Linked DNA regions of Mus musculus: all the other regions are linked to region 2. A link is a contact called in public Hi-C data. All regions are on one chromosome and are shown on one strand. The core of a region is the stretch at or near the end of the contact, and the rest is flanking DNA. Distances in the headings are between cores, read along the strand shown.

Evidence for each region. A called contact is a pair of places that touch in the nucleus more often than the background predicts.
Region 1: a Hi-C map of uterus shows a contact between it and region 2, with 6 times the contacts expected there. The contact joins two enhancer-like sites. A contact is called at or near these places in 18 of 484 Hi-C or Micro-C datasets (adipose-derived mesenchymal stem cells, cerebellum, embryonic fibroblasts and 8 more) and 2 of 115 datasets of contacts at active chromatin or transcription factors (craniofacial prominence and embryonic fibroblasts).
Region 3: a Hi-C map of uterus shows a contact between it and region 2, with 4 times the contacts expected there. The contact joins two enhancer-like sites. A contact is called at or near these places in 4 of 484 Hi-C or Micro-C datasets (embryonic stem cells and uterus) and 3 of 115 datasets of contacts at active chromatin or transcription factors (the NIH/3T3 cell line and embryonic stem cells).

The regions. Positions count from the first base shown.
Region 1 is chr8:103,812,621-103,816,855 of GRCm38.p6, forward strand. No RefSeq gene overlaps it. Among named protein-coding and RNA genes, the nearest start is that of Gm39235, 92 kb to the left of the region's middle. Within about 2 kb of position 2,146, at least 39 of the 459 cell types and tissues checked have an H3K27ac peak or open chromatin away from gene starts, as enhancers often do. A contact at or near this core is called in craniofacial prominence, palatal mesenchyme and uterus, where this site is marked.
Region 2 is chr8:104,021,680-104,025,343 of GRCm38.p6, forward strand. The region is part of intron 1 of Gm32728 (a long non-coding RNA gene); the gene reads right to left. Among named protein-coding and RNA genes, the nearest start is that of Gm32728, 13 kb to the right of the region's middle. Within about 2 kb of position 1,547, at least 93 of the 459 cell types and tissues checked have an H3K27ac peak or open chromatin away from gene starts, as enhancers often do. A contact at or near this core is called in craniofacial prominence, palatal mesenchyme and uterus, where this site is marked.
Region 3 is chr8:103,879,471-103,883,254 of GRCm38.p6, forward strand. No RefSeq gene overlaps it. Among named protein-coding and RNA genes, the nearest start is that of Gm32728, 160 kb to the right of the region's middle. Within about 2 kb of position 1,536, at least 17 of the 459 cell types and tissues checked have an H3K27ac peak or open chromatin away from gene starts, as enhancers often do. A contact at or near this core is called in uterus, where this site is marked.

The sequences.
Region 1 (4,235 bases), core at 896-3,395, 210 kb before region 2:
TCTGAACTAGGAAACAGTCCTCAGCTGACCCCAGCCACTGCTAGGTCCTCCTACTGAGGACCTATGCTCAGGATCATGAGCCTGCAGACTCAGCACTGAAGGAATGAGAATCTGCTGTCCCCAAGTTGCCTGGCCTGTGGTATTTTGATACAGCAGCCCAGTACAAAGTCAGTATTCACCTCTTAGGAGGAACAAAGGCCTTGGAGCTCCCACTGCCAAGTTCCCCTAACTTCTCTGGGCTTCTGTTTCTCCTTCTCACTCTATGCTGTATTTTTATTAGAACCGATGAACAGGCCAGCACATCAGCTCAGAGCTAGGCAGGAAGCTTGCCCACTTTGCCAGCCCCTCCTGGTGTCCATTTTTTTTTCAAACATCGAATATTAGAAAATCTTTGTCCTTTGTCCTAGTTTTGTAAGCAAGCCAGTAAGGACCCACACTGTTGATGACTTGGGTAGGTCCTAGTCTTGGTTCTGATATCTACTGGACATCAGCTTCCTGGTCTTTGGGTTGTGGTTCCACCCCTTCTGAAACGGCAGCTGTCTATCTCTTATCGGGGAAGCTTTTGCGGGGATAGCAACCTACCTGTCAGTACATGAGAGGCACAGTAGTTCTGGGTTGCTGTAGAGATGAGGACCACTGACCATCAACTGTTAATCTTGACTGCCAGCTAGAACTAAATATCTAAGTGTGTCTGTGGAGAAGTTTCTAGGCTGGTTAAATGAGAAGCCCCATTCCATGAGCTGGGATCTCCTAAAAAGCAGGGGTGGGAGGGGGCTGGGGCAAAGGCGACTAAGCAACAGCATTCAGTACTCTCTGCTCCCTGACTGGGGATACAATGCAGGGAGCTGCCACAAGCTCCTGCCATCTTGACTTTCTCACCTAGGACTGCAGACCCAACTAAGTTGCTCCTCCTTTAAGTTGGTTTCGTCAAGTATTCTGTCACAGAAGGAGATAAAGCCACTAATACACCCAAGCACAAATGTATCGAATAACAGGAAGGCACCCGAAGCAGCCAGGCATGGACTTCCCAAATGACTCTGAGGGAGTCTTAGTACTCCCTCGGAGTACTATGTACTCATAGTCTATAGTACTCATCTATAGAACAGGTGAGCTCCTTCCTAATCAGAAACTAAACTTGATGGGAAGAGCCCAGGCTGGGTGTTGTCGTGTTTTATCTTAAAGCATGCAGGAACTGCCTTAGCTCCTCCAGTCAGGGTAAGAATAGCCGCTCAAGACGAGTCTGAGCTACCCACCCTGCTCCACGTCCTTCAAGGAGAACCAACCCAATCTGTGTCTCAACTCTTTGGTCCCAACTTCAAATAAGTAGGGATGTTTCTGTGGCTTCCTCGCAAATAGCTTGTAGTCTCAGATCAGAACGGAACGGAATGGATGCTCTGAGGCATGCTGGGAGTTCTGCCAGTTTGGAGGAGGGGTAGATAATTAAGGAAATCATGGTGAATTAAGCTTTCTGCAATGAAGCGCAAACATCTTTTCACAAACAGCGGCACCCTGTTAGCTTATGTTTTGCCAGAGAGAGAGGCAGGGTCTATCCACCGGGGTTTTCAGCCTGGTAAAACACATCTGGCTAGGAAGCCAAATATTTAAGGGTCATTAAAATCCCAGACTCCCTTTGCCAAGAACTTTTCTCCTTTGTTATTCAAGTGCAGAGCAGTTATGGAAAATGCATCCCATATGGTTTGTGAGGCATTCCTATTTACTCCACCAAACCGCGGCTTTGAAAGAGCTTTTTGATGTCAAAGATGCGTTCAGATTTTATAGACTTTTCCAGTACAGCTTTTAAGGCATCTCCCTTTGAACCCGAAATATTTGCCAAGAGTAAACAGAACCAAAAACCACAAGGGGTCAAGAGCTTTGTTGCAAACTAAGACCTCAGCTTTATCTAGAGCTTCCAGAGGTTTGAGGCCCCACCCCCAAAAAAAGCTTCACAAAAGATCATGTTTCCTGCATAAGTTACATGAAAATAAATACTCTAATGTATTCCTATTTTATTAATAACGTAACACCCTCACCCACCACCTCCCACCAAGAAGCAAGGATGGAAGATAGTCACACACTTAAACTATTAACAGAACTTTGGAAAGTTGGAAAAAAAATAAAAATGTCTCCAAGTCAAAAAGCAGAGTGTATTTATAAATTCTTTTTCAGTGAGGGTTTCTCCACTGTAATGGGCAAAGCAAACAGGCACAGACCTCGGAAGAGCTTGAAGATCCTGGAGCACACAGACCTTCCAGGGCTCTCAGAACAGAGAGAGTGTTTGAGAATAGTTCCTTTTGATAGATGGGGAAACTGAGGACCAGATCCCTGCATTGGCCAACAGCGGAATCCAGGACTTGGAGCTCCCAACCAGTCTTCTTTCCTCTCTTCCTCTTCCCATTCTCGCCCTTCTCCCACTCAGCTTCTGTGACCTTAGGGGCATCCTCCAACACATGTCTCCTCTGTCCCTTAAGTTCTTTCTCCACTCAGGGAGACAGTGCCTTCTTAGGTCATTCACGAGCATCTACTTAGGATTCCATAGGTGTACATGAGTGTCTGAGCAAATCTTTCACCACTTGCTCTACCACAGCACCACTCGCTGCCTTCCTAACCTAGACCCCATTCTCAGCACCGGTGTCTTCCAACTTACTCGGTCCCACCCACTCTGCTGTCTCCTGGCCCTGAGTTCACATACCTTATTGCTGACCCAGGACCTTTGCTCTGTACCCCTCTGTGACCCCTTTGCTTCTCTGCACAGTGGATCTTACAGTTCTTAGCCCAGGGGCTTCTTTTGTAGCTATTGGATGTAAAGCAGGGTGTCTGCACAGTGACTCCTATGTGCACAGTGACTCCTATGTGCACAGTTATTGGCTGCTGAACACACCCTTCCCACTCAAACTGGACAGAGAGCTTCAGAATATCATGTCATGCAAAGGGACCATGTGTCATTTCCTGCTGCAACCTGAGGGTGCAACATAATGCTAAGCTGGAAGCATAGCTTATTAGGACGCCTATCTCCTGGCCTGGGCTCCTCCTATTGGCCAGAAATAAAAGAAGGAAAAAAGGATGGAAGGAAAACAGGAAAAGGGAGGGTGAGAGAAGGAGGATAGAGGAATGAGGTGGAGAGGGAAGTGGCTCACTGTGTTTAGAACTTAAATAGTCTCTGCTTTTTCTACCTCTTTCAGGAGCATCCTTCCGTTTCCCACTGAGGCTCTGCATTCCTCTGACTTTTTCAGTCATTTGTCAACCAGTTCTCAGGTCCCCCAGGTACTCTGAGATGCCAGGGTCTCCAGAGGAAGTCTGAAATTTTAGTTAGAATCATAAAACCTGAACTTACAAGTAACAAAATGCTTTAGTGGTGGCAACTGAAGCAGCTATTTGCCATGAGAGGGGACCCAGGAAAAGGTGGAGACTGCAAATCTTGGTAGAGATAACCATACTGCTTTGTGCACCTCACGGAACTACGGGGATAAGCATGGCTTCTGAACATGCCTGCACCGTAGCCTCAGTTTTCAAAAGCTCCAGTGGGCGTCTTCCTGTTGCTTGACTTGGCTCCTTCAGATCTCAAGTGTCATCCTTGAAAGGTCACATCTGTACTTTTCATTTGTGTTTTTATGAGCGAAAGGAAGCTCTTGGGATCAGCATAGGGCCCACGGTGGTGACGAGATCAGTCATGCCCTTTCTTCTCCGAAGGCCCTGTTGGAGGAGGAGCAGTCCTAGTAAAGACACTGAAGGAGCACGTGGAGAGCTACAGCAAGCGTTCCTTCCTTTGTTCTACAGACATGTTTGAGAAGCCGAGTGTCCCAGAACCTTTTCTGGAATCCCCATCATGACGAAAACCAGCCTGACTCAGTATGCAAATGACTGCCGAATATTTATTTAGGGCTTAGCTGCTGTCTAGAGAAGGTCTTATTCTAGCATACCCTACGCTTCAAACGAGCTTGCTGGGAAAAGGTTCCCCAAGAGGCACCCCTGGAGGTGGAGTTGGCTGAGAGACTGAGCCAGGTGGTGTATGTTATATGTTTTGGTTTTAAGGCAGGCTGGCCTGCAATTCCCTGCATAGCTGAGGGTGACCTTGAACGTCTGGTCCTCCTGCCTCTACCTCCCTCATGCTGGAATTACTGGCACGTATAGTTTTATGGGGTGCTGGTTATAGAAACCAGGACCTCAGCCCTGTTAGGCAAGCACTCCACTGGCTGAGCTACATCCCAGACCCTAACTCATGTATTTGAATGAACAGG
Region 2 (3,664 bases), core at 297-2,796:
ACCCAAGATTTCTGTGAACTCTCACCTCTAGCCTATGGAACAAAGAAAATGGCAACCAATACGAAGGTAAGAGTCACCAGTGGGCTGGGTTTGAACTCACTGCACATCCTAGAGAAGTCAATTCATCTGCCGGAGCCTGGCTTTCCTTTTCTTCAGCCTAGAATCCCCAGTGCCTGCCTGAAACTGGAAGATCAGATGAAATGAGATATGGGGGGGTTTACGTACTCATTGCTCAGTAAGTCACAAATGTTAGTGACTGTATTAGCTAGCTTTGTGTGTCAGCTTGACACAAGCTGGAGTTATCACAGAGAAGAAGCCTCCCTTGAGGAAATGAAAAACAGCTGTAAGGCATTTTTTTTCAATTAGTGATCAAGTGGGTAGGGCTCAGTCCATTATGGGTGGTGCCATCCCTTGGCTGGGCCCATCCCTTGGCTGGTAGTCCCGGGTTCTATAAGAAAGCAGGCTGAGCAAGCCAGGGGAAGCAAGCCAGTAAGCAGCACCCCTCCATGGCCTCTGCATCAGCTCCTGCTTCCAAGTTCCTGCCCAGTGTGAGCTCCTGTCCCGACTTCCTTTGGGGATGAACAGCAATGCGGAAGTGTAAGCTGAATAAACCCTTTCCTCCCCAGCTTGCTTCTTGGTCATGAGGTTTTGTGGAGGAATAGAAACCGTGACTAAGACAGTGGTGCTCCTGTTCCATTACAGTTTCCAAATGGGGACCTGAGAGTTCATTGTGGCCAAATAAACGAGTTAGGAAACTGAATCCAGGCAACCAGGACAGGATTTCTCTCTTCCAGCCCTGCCTGATGCCTCCCACCACAAAGCCTCCTTGCTTCGCCTTGATGAGGTTTCATCCCACATAAGACACAATCCCAGTTATCCCAGAGAGGGGATAGCAACTCATGGGGTAGCGCTTGCAGTCCGACATCTTTTGTGAGTTGAAAATAAATCCCTGCTCCTCTCTAGGCTGGGTTTTCTCTAGTGCTAACACCCTCTGTACCAAAGAACAAGTTGTTTCTCCCAGCAGAACCCCACGTCTGTCCTACTGACCCTCAGTAGATTTATTTGGTATGAACTTTTGAATGTGGCCCTGCTGCTTAAAACGAGAGAAAGAGAGCACACTGCCAACAGTGTTCAAGTCACGACGGCGGGGGAAAAAAGAAATCAGAGGAGAGGGTGGGGCATGAGGAGAGATCAGGGTGTATTTTTAGGACTCTGTACAGGCCAGAAGTTCCTTTGATGAGTTTAAAAGTAAAAACATGTGTGCTGTGGTTCTGCTTGATTTAGACATGGTGTGGCTAGAGTGCAGTCAGCTTCCTCCCTTGGACTTTCTGATTCGCTGGGGAAAGCCAAAAAGTCTTCCGAAGAAAGAGATGTGCTGAGTGCATCCCACATCCTCCCACCCACATGCCTCTCTTTCTTTCTTTCTCCTCTGCCTTCCTGATCCACGTGGAGTAAGTACCAGAGCAAGTGAGGACCCTGTGTGGTCTGCACAGCACAAAGCTCCAGCCACAGCCTGGGCCCCACCCCAGCAGCTTCAGACAATTGCCTCCAGATGTGTGTGCACTGAGCTGGCCAGGAAGGATGCTGGCAGCCAGGGCTAGAAAGCCTAGCAACTGGTGCCATCCAGGCTCCCAGGCCACACCCACCTACCTCCGCAGACATTCCTTCACAACCTCATCATCTGAGGCCCCAGACAGATTGCAATATTGGGTCTAGGCCCAGCTGCTCAGGCTGTGTGTTCTCACCCAGCTCACTGCTGCTATAGTCACATGGGTTGGAATTGTTCCCTGTGGGAGACTTCACCCAGCTCAGGATCCCAGCTTCTCTGGATCGTAGGACAGTGCAAGGACACATGTCCATAGCCTTCTAGGAGTGGACTGTGGGTTTGAACAGTCAGATGTGCTGGGTCACATTGTGGCAATCTGTTCCCTGCAAACTGCTCTCTCTACGTAGGACCAGACTTTAGCCTCATAGATTCCTATATATCTTCTTCTCCACTGTATTAATCTGTTTCTGTTGCTATGAGTAAAATCCCCTAGGCAAGTTATTTTTAGTGAGAAAGGTGGTCTATTGAGCTCAGAGTTCTGGATGTTCAAGGATATCGCTCAGCTCAGATAAGAACCTCTTGGCAGATGGTGTCACCATAGCAACGGGATGGGATAGGATGGAGACCACAGTTTAAAGGTTCCACTGCTCCTTTTATCACCATCCCAAGCACCAAGATATGAGCTCTCTGGGTAAAAACTATACCCAGACACAACAGGATTTATTCCATAGATGTTACCAGCCCAATTCTACCCAGGCTGCAGAGCTAAGAACTATTAAATAGTATCCATGGTTGGGGACAGGCCCAAATGTTTCGAAGGTTCTTGACCTACTCTTATTCGAAGATTTGAAATAAAAGCCCCCACAAATTTTCAAAAGTATCAAGGAAAGTTTACTTCAGGCAAACCAATAGAAAAGATGAGGGAACACTAGGCCACTTCTTTAGGGTACTCAAGGGACCCAGGTTTCAGCCTAGGGTATCTTTTTATGGGATGTAAAGGAAAGAGAGATTGCTACAATGGGGTGTGGTTTGGGCGGGTCTCCATTTTGATTGAGAAATTAGATCATATAATCCCACTGCCCATGTCCCTTCCCAGAATGCATCTCATTTAATCACATGTGTGCCCAAGTATGCATAGATGCTAGGCAGTAAGTTAGGAGCTCCCCATAAAGGTTAGCTTTGAGAACACGGTTTGCCTTATGCGCATGCACTGAAATCTAGTTCTGGCCTGATCAGCCTGCTGCTCTTCTGACCCAGATTTGTTGGCAATATATTTGAATAAAAACTGCCAAAATCTGGTTATCTTACGGACACAGAGAAATTTACACTTAATGTTTGGAGAGGAGTATCCGTGAAGTCAGTGTAGGTAGGGGTCTCAGACTGCTACGTGGTTTGCTCACAGAGGGGTGTGTGTGCAAAGTACACGCAGATGAAGAAGGTGCATTGTTAGAAGAGAAGTGTGCACAACCCAAACCAGATACAGTTCTTGGCTACCAAACAACCTGCTGGGCGCGCCTGCCTCATACAGGGGCAACAGAGTCAAAAGGCACGCCAGGCTGAACGAAGGCAAAGACTGGCCACCTCCCTCTGGAGCTAATGACACAGTTTCACCAGGCAAATGACGGCTGGTCCACCACATCTGGAATAACAGGGGAAGTTCTGGGCACTCAGGCTGTTCGCACCACACAGGGATGGGGCACACTAAGAGGGCTTGTGGTTTCATCACCCAGGGGCAGCCACAGGCACATGCGGCATGCATAGGCATGCTGGCACAGAAGCTGCGAATGGACACAGACTGGCTGTGTCTGCAGTATCTTGGATTTCTGCTCCTGTATCTAAGGGCCGTGTATACATACTCTGGATACATCCGGAGTCTGACAAGTCAGGGAGATCAGAACATAAGGAAAGGGAGTTAGGAGGCAGAGGGAGGAAGACAAAAGGGGAGAGACATGGATGGGAAGAAACTGAAAGAAGGAAGGAGGAAGGGAGGGAGGGAGGCCCAGGAGTAGGTCTCTAGGAACCTCAGGGAATCACCAGGCACATTTGAAATTCATAGTCTGTCCTCAATATCTCTCCTTCTCTCCCTCTACCCCCCCTCTTTCTGTGTGTGCACACATA
Region 3 (3,784 bases), core at 286-2,785, 140 kb before region 2:
TCTAGCTAGCTACCTATCTGCCTACCTACATGCCTAGCTCTAGCTCTATCTTGTGGCAAAATTCTTTCCTAGCCCATTTCAGTTCCTGGAGACGAAGAGAAGTGATTGGCTTGCTCCCCCAGCTCCACAAACACCTCATCTCCAATGAGCATCACCATCTAGTCTCTTTCAGCATCAGAACCTAGAGCCTGTGTGTGGGCCTGGCATCTTGTTCATACAGGTTGGACCCAGGCTGGAACACACAGGCTAAAGCTGTTTGTCTCCACCTCATTCATCACCAGCTTTCTAAACACATTCTCCTCTCCCATCTCTAGCAGGCAGAGCCAAGATGGAAAAACAGTCCCCTCGCCAAGCCATTGAATGCAGTCAGCAGTTCTTTGAAGAAAAATCTCCCCAGCCAGGTTTGTATCAAAAGCATGTCTTTGTTTATCCAGGTTTGATTGAAGATTCAAGGATTCTGAAAGATAGCATAGAACTCAGTCTTAAGGTGGTGTAACCCATCATCAATGTTGAAGAAGGAGAGAATCCATGTAATCTTCATGTAAGGAGGCTATGTTTCCTTTCCCCTGTGTGCTAAGCCCTGTGTTATGTTCTTAGAATACGGACCTCGTAAGACACATCTCATGTAGAGTGAAACTGAGTGAGTCTTGGCCATTACTCAGTTCTAACTAGTCACTTAAGTATGAGATGAACTTAAAGCCCAAGGTATCCGTGTAACTCACGTGAGTGGGGTCCTTTCTTAGGACTTTCCAAGTTACAGCTAAAGGATAAAGATGTAAAACCAGGGATTTTGATAGGGCTAGAACTAGAAAGGCATGAGTAGGGTCAAGATCACAAAAGGCGGGGAGGCAGCACATCATTCGAAGGCCTTTCTAGACAGGTTCCCAGAAGATGGGAGAGTGGGCACAGGCATGGTGGTGGACATGCAGAGAGCAATGTTTTTCAAGGGTGTGGCCACCCTAAAACTTCCCGTCATACCCCCTCTTTTCCTTAGACTTCGTGGAGTTGAGGATCTGTCGCCCACTTTCAGTAATTCTAGCAATGAGACTTTGCTCTGTTCATTCCCCTAACATCTGCTTCTGCTATGTGTCTCAACTCAACTGTTCCATGCTTCTCTTCTGGTGGCTGGCACCAGGCCCTCTTCCACACTTCGAGGCCTATGTCTTCTGATCCACAACCCCCAGCAGCCCCTCCTGAGCTGCTGTACGGCACTCCTCCATGCTCGACACACAACCCAGCTGCGAAGCAACTTAGTGACTTGTGGAGCCGCGCTGGGAAAAGGGGGTGTGCAGAACACGTGTGCATTTATTAATGCAAGGGCAAAGTAAGCAGTGTGAAGAACCAGGACACAGATTCTCTGTCCTGGCTAAGGAATTTAATCACGGCTTGAAAAATACTGCCCTCCCACACCCACACGCTACACTTCCAGTCTCCAATGCCAAGTCGGCAAAGCTGCCTGGTCCTCCCTTGGGTGACCATCCTTCCTAAGCTAAAGGTGCCAAAAAGGAAGCTTGCTGTTTAAACCTGGCACTACTACAGAGATCCAGTGTGAGGCTCACCGAGCCCAACACTCAAGACAGGCCCTGCCTTCCCCTGATTGTTAGGATTGCAGGTATCCTCTTTCATCTGACCAGATCTGGATGCAATGGCAATGAGAGATCTGTGACAGGAACCATGAAGAGTGGTGGGGGCAGTGGCCCTGGCAGACAAACAGATGATCTTAGAGGCATCATGATTTGCCTAAACTATTTGCCAACATGTCTTCCGTCTCAAAAAAGTGTTGGCAGAAGCCCAGTGCCTTGGCTTGGAAGGAGCTGGGAACATCTGCCAGCTCAATTCTCCTTAAAAGGAGATTTCTTCCTCAAACATTGACCCAGCTGCTCCCAGGAGCACAACACACAGTCTTGAGCTCAGGGGCAGGGGCGGGTGGGGCCTGGTGTTTGGATCATGCACCACAAGTCGTTTTCTCTGCACATTCTTTGCAAACTTGGATGCATAAACTCCCTGCCCTATCTTTTCTATACCAAGACACCAAGAACAGGCTGATGCTGTTTCCATGTAAGCTGGGATGGGGACAGGTGTATCAGAGTGACTGGGATTCCTAGGGAGGTGAGGGAATAGATCGGGCTTTCTCCATTGAGGTAGGAGAGAAAGGAAGATGGATGGAGAGTAAGGGAAGAGGAAGAAAGGTGAACTGCCTTTGTATAACTGCATCAAGGTAGGCTTGAAAAAAATGCCAGGTAATTGTGCTCAAGAGTGTGGGCTCTGGTGTCTCCCCATCAGGGTACAAAGCCAAGATCTTCTCTTTTCTCACTGTGTGAACATGTATGCATGAGTCAACTTCTTTGAACTAGAGTTTCTTTAACAGTAATAAGCAGCTGCAAAGAGCTTCCACTTCCTCCAATTGCTGTGTGCCACATATGGGACACATTCACAGGTGTGCCTGGCAAACAGGAAACACTCACTCCAACCTGGATATGTCTATCACCTTACCAGAAACTTCCACAGACAAACACAAAACCCAAACAGGAAAGCTGTAGTACCTGTAGCATAATCTCCCTCATGATCTCTGCAGACAGGCTTTTAAAACATATGCTACCATGAGTCACAGGTAACAGTCTGCCTTGACCGACAAAGCAGAAAGGGATCCAGGCAGAAAAGTATAGAACCAACACTTCCCTTTCCCTTGTGAAGAAATAAGTCATCAGACTATGTCTTAAGCATATGCAGATATCCAGATATGCCCCTCTTAATCATTGGGAATCATTAAGTCTGCCCTGGACTTGCCTTGAACTTCTATAGAGAAGGTCCATATCTGTGTAAGCTAGCACTTGAAATTAAGATTTTTCTGCTATTAAAGGGAAAGGCAAACCATTTGAAAAATTCATCCTGGACAAGAACACCTCTAGGTACAGATCTGTGGCTTTTGGAATCACCCCGAATCACTGTTATCCAGAGGCAAAACTGCCTCATGACGGCTGAGCTCTCAGCAGATTGAGGCCATACCTGTAAAGACATGGCTAAGAAACCTAGATCTTCACGTAAGAGAGGGCAGACTGTAAGCTCAAGACTGGGGAAAGCCGGGTCTTAAGGACTTGATGAGACCATTGCTTCATGGACTCACAGCAGCCGTGGCTCCTGCACAATGCCTACACGAGACCAGTTAGTCATCATTCCAGCTTGGAGTGGGGGAAGTTCTCAAGTTCCCACCCTTAGATGAGGACCTATTGACAGTGGATGACTTCTGGGAGGGAAGAGTCAGTTTTCCTTCATCGGCAAATCACTCTATCAGGTGGTCCCGTACACGAGTACATGAGTGGCCCAAGTTTGACTTGGTGGATAATGAGGGGGTGGGGAAGAGGACACAAAGTTATTGAAGGCAATGGGGGAAAACAGAAATGAATATGATCAAAATACAGTGACCACATGCATGTAGTTCTCAAAGAACTGATACAAATAGTAGGTTCCGTTTCTTGTTTCTTAAAGAAATCTGGATCCCACCAGGTATAGTCGACATGCCTGCGATCCTAGCACCACTTGGAAGGCTGAGGGAGGAGTGATAGAGTTCAAAGCCACCGTAGGCTCCATTGCCGGACACTGCCTGGGAAGGGGTAGGGAGGAGAAGGAAGTGAGGATGAGGAAGAGGAAGAGCAGAGAGAAGGAAAAGGAAAGGGGAAGAAAGGGAAAAAAAGAAGAAAATGAAAGTCTCCCATTTGACGCCTATCACGTGTTAATAATGAACACCAGAATCATGATGTAGCCCTGCTCCATTTCGGTTTTCATT